Regions from separate parts of the Triticum aestivum genome. Here region 2 is linked to region 1. The links are chromatin contacts, called in public Hi-C maps. All regions are on one chromosome and are shown on one strand. Each heading gives the region's core, a stretch centred on a gene start, on an enhancer-like site or on the middle of the called end of the contact. The rest is flanking DNA. Distances are from core to core; before and after follow the strand shown. Region 1 holds the start of LOC123068825 (protein usf). Region 2 holds the start of LOC123068826 (ARF guanine-nucleotide exchange factor GNOM).

Evidence for each region. Hi-C and Micro-C count contacts between places; a contact is called where the count stands out from the background.
Region 2: a contact with region 1 is called in a Hi-C map of leaf, with 5 times the contacts expected there. The contact joins the promoter of LOC123068826 here to the promoter of LOC123068825 in region 1. A contact is called at or near these places in 2 of 5 Hi-C or Micro-C datasets (both in leaf).

Annotation. Positions count from the first base shown.
Region 1 is chr3B:91,710,328-91,715,147 of IWGSC CS RefSeq v2.1, reverse strand. LOC123068825 (protein usf) reads right to left here and starts at 3,340. Exons shown (of 5, transcript XM_044491503.1): 1 at 3,125-3,340; 2 at 2,555-2,697; 3 at 2,265-2,394. The coding sequence starts at 3,274.
Region 2 is chr3B:91,932,589-91,937,405 of IWGSC CS RefSeq v2.1, reverse strand. It overlaps LOC123068826 (ARF guanine-nucleotide exchange factor GNOM), which reads left to right and starts at 3,432. Exons shown (of 2, transcript XM_044491504.1): 1 at 3,432-4,361; 2 at 4,773-4,817. The coding sequence starts at 3,687.

The sequences.
Region 1 (4,820 bases), core at 2,091-4,590:
GCACCGTTTAAGAAGAATGACAAGCGTGACCAAAAATCAGTTTGGTTTCATGCCTGGGAGGTCGACCATGGAAGCCATTTTCTTGGTACGACAACTTATGGAGAGATATAGGGAGCAAAAGAAGGACTTGCATATGGTGTTCATTGACTTGGAGAAGGCCTATGATAAGATACCGCGGAATGTCATGTGGTGGGCCTTGGAGAAACACAAAGTCCCAGCAAAGTACATTACCCTCATCAAGGACATGTACGATAATGTTGTGACAAGTGTTCGAACAAGTGATGTCGACACTGATGACTTCCCGATTAAGATTAAGATAGGACTGCATCAGGGGTCAGCTTTGAGCCCTTATCTTTTTGCATTGGTGATGGATGAGGTCACAACGGATATACAAGGAGATACCCCATGGTGCATGCTCTTTCCGGATGATGTGGTGCTAGTTGACGATAGTTGGACAGGGGTAAATAGGAAGTTAGAGTTATGGAGACAAACCTTGGAATTGAAAGGGTTTAGGCTTAGTAGAACTAAAACCGAGTACATGATGTGCGGTTTCAGTACTACTAGGTGTGAGGAGGAGGAGGTTAGCCTTGATGGCCAGGTGGTACCTCAGAAGGACACCTTTCGGTATTTGGGGTCAATGCTGCAGGAGGATGGGGGTATTGATGAACATGTGAACCATCGAATCCAAGCCGGATGGATGAAGTGGCGCCAATCTTCTAGCATTCTCTGTGACAAAAGAGTGCCACAAAAGCTAAAAGGCAAGTTCTACAGGCCGGCGGTTCGACCCGCAATGTTGTATGGCGCTGAGTGTTGGCCGACTAAAAGGCGACATGTTCAACAGTTAGGTGTGGCGGAGATGCATATGTTGAGATGGATCTGTGGCCACACGAGGAAGGATCAAGTCCGGAATGATGATATACGAGATAGAGTTGGGGTAGCACCAATTGAAGAGAAGCTTGTCCAACATCATCGGAGATGGTTTGGGCATATTCAGCGCAGGCCTCCAGAAGCTCCAGTGCATAGCGGGCGGCTAAAGCGTGCGGAGAATGTCAAGAGAGGGCGGGGTAGACCGAATTTGACATGGGAGGAGTTCGTTAAGAGAGACCTGAAGGATTGGAGTATCACCAAAGAGCTAGCTATGGACAGGGGTGCGTGGAAGCTTGCTATCCATGTGCCAGAGCCATGAGTTGGTTGCGAGATCTTATGGGTTTCACCTCTAGCCTACCCCAACTTGTTTGAGACTAAAGGCTTTGTTGTTGTTGTTATTGTTGTTGTTGTTACTATTACCTCCATTTGATTTGTCACGTTAGAACTGATCAGATGAATGTCTATAAAGGGGCAGCCCCAGTGCATGTAGCTCCCGCTTGCGCAGGGTCTGGGGAAGGGTCCGACCACTTTGGGTCTATTGTACGCAGCCTTTCCCTACATTTCTGCAAGAGGCTGTTTCCAGGACTTGAACCCGTGACCTCATGGTCACAAGGCAGCAGCTTTACCACTGCGCCAAGGCTCCCCTTCATATCAGATGAATGTCTATGCTAACAAAAATTTAGAACAAGATGTCAAGTGTGACAGAAGTGCCCCAGGGTTCTAACCGACTAATTGATTCTTTGATGCTTCCCGAAAATTCAAAGCTTACAACTGCTTGGCATGTTAGCACTGATCAGATCAAAGTACATACTAATAAAAGTTTATAACAATTTGTCAAGTGTGAAAGAAGTGCCCGAAGGGCCAAGGTTCTCACCGATTAATTGATTTTATGATGCTTTTTCGATGAAAATTGCCACTCATACACTCACATCTGACATAATCTGATTTTTTTTACAGAAACTGACATCTTAGATAGCTAATAGGTATATCTTAGTAATGTAGTTAACCGTCAAAATCGTGCAATAAGACTTGTGCAACCAACAAACATAATGTACACTCACATGTCAGATTTTCCTGCATGGTAGCACAACAAATCTACCAAAAGGATAAAGACAGCAGCACTTTCATTTTCACTGATATTTTGTTACTGATCAATTGATTTAAGACACTGGAGTTTACTACTACAAGAGGCTCAATTAACATATTTCTCCTTTCAAAAGAGTAACGAGTCCTAGCTGATTCGTAGGATCAGATGGCAAATAAGCAGAAGACATCACACTCTCTACCTCTTCTATTAATCATAATGGTTTTCATGCTACCCAAAACAACACAATTCGAGTAAGAAATCTTACAGAGAAAATCTTGAAACATAAACAAACTTAAATAAAAAAAACTACCTTGGGCGATCCATTTTCCTTCAGCCATTTAACTGAAGCCTGAATATCCTTGATTGCACCCTGCCAGTCTAGTCCTTCCATCAGATGTTGTGCCTCAGCTACCTCCAAAGCAACCTTCCCACGGTACAAACTGAAAATAAATAAATAAAAAAGATGTAAACACAAAAAGCATTTGACTGGGCCATAATATTCTGAGGAAGTAGTGGCACTCCAAGAAGCACCCGTTCCATAATACTTTATCTTTAACAAAACAAATGGTGCAAAGCAAGGAGCACATGGTATCAACATACTCTGGAATAAGTGCTCTGTATCCATCGCCGATTTGGGAAATATGGATGGCATGATTCTTGACCTCATAGTCAACACCCCACCACTCTTGCAACACTACGACTCCAGGAGCATTTTCTTTGCCAACAACATAGACATCAAAGGTCTGAAGAAGTACAACATCACATCAGTTTATCAGCAAGATGCAAGATATATTTAGCAAAAGCACCAAGATTACGGGCATGCTTGGTTTGGTACAGAAAAAAAGGCTAGCCCGTGTCTAAGAGGTGAAATTCGAGAGCAGTGCATCCAGAAAATTTGTCTGGTTATACAGAGGGTCAATTCGCTACATAAATCTGGGCACCTACTTGGAGACAAGACATTGCATATCGTACTAACGTTTCCCCACATCTAAGAAACTCTAAATGGCCTAATTCCACTCAGAATGTGCAAATAAGATGAAAAATACTAGATGGGTGGAAGAAGTAAGGGGGAAACCTAGAAGAAAAAACCCTACCGTGTAACCCTCGATGCGCGCTCTCGCGCAATAACAGAGCAAGTGATGGTTCGAGGAGGGAAGGATGTGTTCTGACCGTGTCCTCGCGCTGGATCTGGATCTTCTGGAACTGGCTGGCGGCATCGGAGGCCATGGCGGCTCGGGGCTGGAAGCCGGACGAGTGCAGGGGCGAGCGGCGGAGGGGGAGCAGGGAGGCGCTTCGGAGCAGTAGTCGCGCTGTGGCCATCGCCAGGCCGCTTTACCCTGCGTTTTCTAGAGTCTGCTGGTCTGTCGCCACCACTGCGGTACTGGGTGACGACATAGCGGGCCTGGGCCAACCAGATGATGAGGCCGATACGCTTATTTCCCAGGCCCAGTGAAGCGAGCGAGATAATTGCATCTTAGTCGTTGGCGATGTTCAATTTGGTCCTAGAACTCGCAAATTGTGTCACATTGCTGCGCGAGCAATAAAAAGCGCGTGATCTGGTATATACTAGCTATACCCGCGCGGCGGCACACCGCGCCCTGTTGATGCGTAGTCGTGAATTTTTTTTCCATGTTGCTAATGGAATTTGCGATGTTGTGTGAGATGTTGCTGAGTTGCCACTTTTTTCACTCGGTCGTGATTCAATGTAGATCATATGTGTATCAAATTGTATAGTATTAATAAGGCAGTAATGATGCACTGCTAATAAATTGTCTTGATATTTTCAGTTGTAAAATACCTCTTCCCATATAACATCATCAAAATATACTCATTTATTACAGTTTACACTGAAAAGAAAAAAGAAGTTGAACAAATAGAACTATTGTCAAATCTGAAGTTAATTCCAGCTAGTTTTTTTTTCTGGTTTGTATTTTTTTCAAAATTCACAAACTTTTTCAAACTCGCAATTCATTTTTGAAATCATGATTTTTTTGTAAACCAGGAACAATTTCAAATTTGTGATTAATTGTCAAATTCAATAATGTTTTTCCAATTCAAGAACATATTTATAAGTCCACAAACTTTTTCATATTAGTGAACTTTTCTCAAACAATTCATGAATGTTTTTCAAATCCACAAACTTTTTTCAAATTCCTGAACTTTTTCTTCAAATCCCTGTAGTTCTTCAAATTTAACATAAAAAATCATTACTTTTCAAATCTATGAACTTTTTTCAAATTTTATGATTTTTTAATCCCTGATTTTCTCTCAAAAGTCAATGGTTGAGGGTGAACGGTCAGCAGTCAATGGCCGACCGCTCAAAAAGTCAAACCGAGCTTGGGACGATCCAAGCGAACCGAGCTGCTCACATTGGTAGGCTGGGTCCCGCTTGGCATCCGGCTAGTGCCACTTTAGATTTTGGGTGCTTAAGCACCAATTAGGAGGTCTTAGACCTAAACTACCTTGTTGGAATCGACCCATAGAATTTCTACTCTTATACTAAGATCGAACACATTAAAACCACTCATGGTTTATATAATTCTAGTGTGGCCTCATGTAGAGTTGGTGTCTGTGATGAAATGACAGAGATTTTGCAAACTCTTGCATATAATCTTGTGCTGGTTTAGCACCGGGGGATGAGATCTTTGGATCTTTGGTTTGGGAGCGTTGAGGACATGTGCAATGGTATGAAATTGTTCCATGCCTTTGAAGGAAATATGCCCTAGAGGCAATAATAAAGTTATTATTTATTTCCTCATATCATGATAAATATTTATTATTCATGCTAGAATTGTATTAAACGAAAACATAATATATGTGTGAATACATAGACCAACATAACGTCACTAGTATGCCTCTACTTGAC
Region 2 (4,817 bases), core at 2,183-4,682, 220 kb before region 1:
TTACCCAGGTTCGGGCCACAAAGGTGCGTAAAACCCTACGATCCTGCTTTGGTGGTTGTATTAGGGTTCTTGAGCTCTTGAACTAGCTCCGGGTGCTGCGAGGTTCAAAAGAGTCGAATCCCCTCTCAGTATGCCATGGGCCTCCTTTTATAGGCGAAAGGGGCTGCCACAGTGGCACACAGGAGGTGGAAAGTGCCACAGCGTTGTGAGGTTATCGCTAGTATTACAGGACAAGACGCATTAAATGCGGGCTTAGGTGTCCTTCACTTTATTGGGGAACAGGGGCGAGGCCTGTCCCGTCCGTCGCCGCCTCTCCTGGCTTCGACACGCGCCCCAGCCATCGACGCATGCAGCGCCATGTAGGCAGGCAGGCAGTTGAGGTGGCGTGGTGGTGGAGCCTCCACGTAGGTCTGCATGCTGCCACGCAGGCGCCTGCCCGACTGGTTGGGTCGGTGGCTGCACGCGAACGGCGGTAGGAACTTGGCTGGTGCGGGCCTTGTAGTGGCCTTGCCGGGGCGCTTGGCGATGGTCTTGCCGGGTGGCCCGGCAAGGGTCTTGCCGCGGTGCGCTGGCTTCCCCGGCAAGGATCTTGCCGGGAGGCCCTGTGGGTTCCTACGGTGAGGATGGTTGCCTTCCTATCCTCCTTTGATCTCGATTGCTCTTTGTCTTCACAAAGATCTGCATGCCACCACGGAGGTAACTCCTGAACCTGTCCCAACGTGACTGCTCAGTGTTGGTGGGCTCGAAGGTGGCTCGCTCGGCGGGTGAGGACGAGCTGCCCCGGCAAGGGTCTTGCCGGGGCTGCTGAGGCCTCCCTCGGCAAGGGTCCTTGCCGGGGCAACCTGCATTGCCCGTGCGACCTTTGTGGCCTTGGTCCTTTGTTGTTTGCTTTGCTTGTCTCTGTGGCTTTGGCTTTTCTCCGGCTTCCCTTCCCTGCCTTGCTCTAACTGTCCGTGCACAAGTAAAGGAGTCAAAAGCTAGGCCCCTACTTTTGTACACCTACACCAAGGGTCCAAGGAAGCCACGGTCGGAATGCACGTCGGAGGAGCTCGCCAAGATGGACACGGAATCGACGAAGGAGGAACCAAAGGGCGATCGTCAAGGGCAAGACCGTCGCAACCAAGTTCGCCACCGAGCACGATGCGATGGAGGCCGCGCGGTGCAAGGCCGAGGTCGACGAGAAGGAGGCCATCATAAACAAAGCGCACGCCCTCATAATGCTTGGCCTTTACCGTCCGGCGGGTTTCTCTTGTGCGACCGTAGGCCCGGCGAGCACAGGCTCGTTGGTCGCCAGGCCTCAGCATGGCTCGTCGCCGACGTCGCGGACCACGCTTATGTCGCCCGGCTTTCCCCCGCCAAGGCACGATGGCCAGACCCGTTTTTCGGGGTCGCCGGACATTAGCGTGATCGCGCCGTCCACCCCGCGCCCCTCGGCCATCATTGACCTCAACGTCACGCCGGGGTCCAGCAGCGGCGGCCGGCCGGCCGTCGAGATGCAAAGAAAGCAAGCACGACCACCATTTACGGGCACCATGACATCGCCCCGCGTCCTGTTCGACGAAATGGCAACACCAATGCCAACGGTCGACGACCCCTTCTACAACCAGTTGATGGAGCATGTGATCTACGAGGGTGGGCATGGCGGTGCCTACTATCCCGATGAGACCCAAAGTCAGGATGGCCGCGCCCAGTACGTTGCGGATGAAGAGGCCCACGACCATGCTGACTACGACCATGTTGACTCGTGGCATGAAGACGATGACATCCATTGCAAAGGTGATGGTGATTAAGAAGATGGCATTGATATTGATATTGGGGGTGAGCCATTGTTCATCGACGAGATCACCCAAAAAGGGAAGCACAAAAGAGGAATAAGAGCATTCGCACGGGTTCATATTCATAAGACGAGGACAAGTTGATTTGCCAATGTTGGATGGAGATTAGCCAAGATCAGATGACCGGTGCGCAACAAAAGGGCCTTGTTTTTTGGACGAGAGTCCACAAAACATTCCATGAAAGGAAGCTGTTTGAGCCCTACCAAATTCGAGTAACCGTGGCATCACCTCGATTCAAAAGAGATGGTTGTTCATCCAACAAGAGTGCAAAGTACCACACTTGAGAGCATTGAAGCACGGCCCGTGAGTGGTCTCGGCATTTGGGACTTGGTATGCTCTCCTCATCCTAGTTCTTTTGTTGCTACGGCCATGAGGCTTCGGCCTTATATATGTTTGCATGTTCAATTGTTGTTGATCATGTGGTGTAGGCATTTCAATCTTTGGAAGCATTCAAGGCCCGGCACAATGACAAGCCATTCACTCTTACGCATTGTTGGACGCTCATCATAATTGCCCAAAGTTCAAAGATCAATACCGTGAACTTCAAAGGAAGAGAGGCAAGAAGGCGGCTGCGTTTGCCGGAGGTGGAGATGGTGAGGCGTTGAAGAGGCCGAGGGGCAAGACCAACTACAAGGTGGACTACATATGTGATGCGTCATCCATGGCCTTGCATGAGACTTTGCACGACATGATGTCTCAAAAGGATGTGAGGGACGAGAAAAAGCGACAAAGCAAGGACGAGCAAATGAAGCAATACCTAGAGCTTCAAAGGAAGAAGTTTGAGATGGAGGAGGCGGCCAAGAAGAGGAAGATCGACATGGAGGAGGCGTCCCGGCAAAGGCAGCTCGACATCGAGGCCGCCAACGTCACGGCCAGGCAGAGGCAACTCGACATCAAGGCCACCGACGCCGCAACCAAAGCAAATGAGGTGGCCCTAGCGATCATGAGCGTGGACTTGAGCAAGATGAGCGAGAAGATGAGGAGCTGGTTCGAGGCCAGGCAGAAGGAGATGTTCGATGCTGACGGCTTGAACTAGGTCGTCTGTTCGGCCATGGCCGTTCTTTTGGAGGCTGGCATGGGTGTCGGCCGCTGGCTGTGTGCCGGTGAGAAACCTATTCATTTTGAGGGCTGGCTGTGTTACCAGCCGCTAGCTTTGTTGCCAGCGATAAAACTATTCATTTTGAAGGCTGGCTCTGTTGCTGGCCGCTGACTGTGTTGCCGGCGAGGACTGGGGCCGCTGGCTGCGTTGCCGCGAGGACGTGTATGGTTGTGTTGCCGGCGTGAACCGGGGCTGCTGGCCTGAACTTGGTCGTGCTTTCACATATTGGCCTTTGAAAAACGATGAGGACAGGATGGGGCCGAAGGATGCGTCCGCGCGTTGAGCGCACGGCCGCCACATCCCAAAACAGGCCCGAACACGACCCCATTGCCCTACGCAAACAGACAGAATCCGGGCAAAACAAATGTTTATTTGGGATCGTGCGCTGGAGTTGGCCTAAAAACTGACATGTACCTGAGAAATTTACAGGCCGGCGTTGGGATGCCACTTGCGGTAGAGAGAACAAGAGAACAGTGGAGAGATAGATCGAGTCACATAGTCCACGCGTCAACGTCACATCTACGTGTGCATCACTGGTCAACTCAACAGCTTGGACTGAAGACAAACGCGAGCATTTCAGTACTCCTACGTACACTTTCTTCGACCTGGAAAAAGGGTAAACGTCAAAGAAAAGAAAAGGAAACTTCAACACTGCACGATCACGCATCACCGTCCCCTCCCCAGATCCCTTTACCAAATTGAGCCTCCTTCTGTACCCCCCGCCGCGGCACCGCGCGCACTCACACAGATCCATGCGCGCACCGCCGCCGCCGCAGTCGCCGTCGCCCAGCGCGTCACACGCGGCCATGGCGTGCGTGGTGACGTCGGAGGTCGCCGCGGTGCTCGCCATCATGCGCCGGAACGTCCGCTGGGCAGCCGGCGGCGACGACGACCCCCTCGATCACCCCCTCGTCGCGGGCCTCAAGTCCCTCCGCCGCGCGGCCGCGGCGTGGGGCACGCGCCGGTGGCGGGACGTCGAGCCGCTCCTCTACCTCGGCCCCTTCCTCGACGTCGTCCGCTCCGACGAGGCCGGCGCGCCCGCCACGGGCGCCGCGCTCTCGTCCCTCCACAAGATGCTCTCCCTCGACCTCGTCGGCCCCGACGCGCCGAACGCTGTCGAGGCCATGTCCGCCGTCGTGGAGGCCGTCGCGGGGTGCCGCTTCGAGGTCACCGACGCGGCGTCGGAGGAGGCCGTCCTGGCCAGGGCGCTGCAGGTGCTGCTCGCCTGCGTGCGCGGCCGCGCCGCGCCGGCGCTCTCCAACCGCCACGTCTGCGACATCGTCAACACCTGCTTCCGCGTCGTGCAGCAGGCCGGTGCCAAGGGGGAGCTGCTGCAGCGCGTGTCCCGGCAGACCATGCAGGAGGTGGTCCGGTGTGTCTTCGCCCGCCTGCCCGACATTGATCCCACCGCGGTTGCAGACCACAAGGTGTGATCACCTCTATCTAACCATCCGAGTTTTGTGTTGCTATTTGCATACTTGCACACTGGGAACACCGACATTGTTGAGTCATCTATTTTAGAACGGAGGGAGTATAATTTAACTCGCGATGCTCATATAGGATAGTGTGAATGAATGAATGTATAAGTCTTAGTAGTACCAAAAAGAATGAACGTGTACACCTAATCTGACGTTGTAATTTGAGTTCAGTTTTCCATTCCTTGTCAGTTAAAAATATCGAGTTCAGCTTTTACAGGCCTTTAGTCAATGTCGAGTATTTTACAAGTTATTTTAGAAAGAAACATTTTAGCACTAACAACTAAGAGTATTCATATGTCCCAGTAGAAACCAATTAGAAAGTTAAAATGCATTACACTCATGATAGCAGTTTTTATGCAGATTGCTGGTAGCAAGAACGAAGCTTCAAGTGCTAGCGAAATGGGG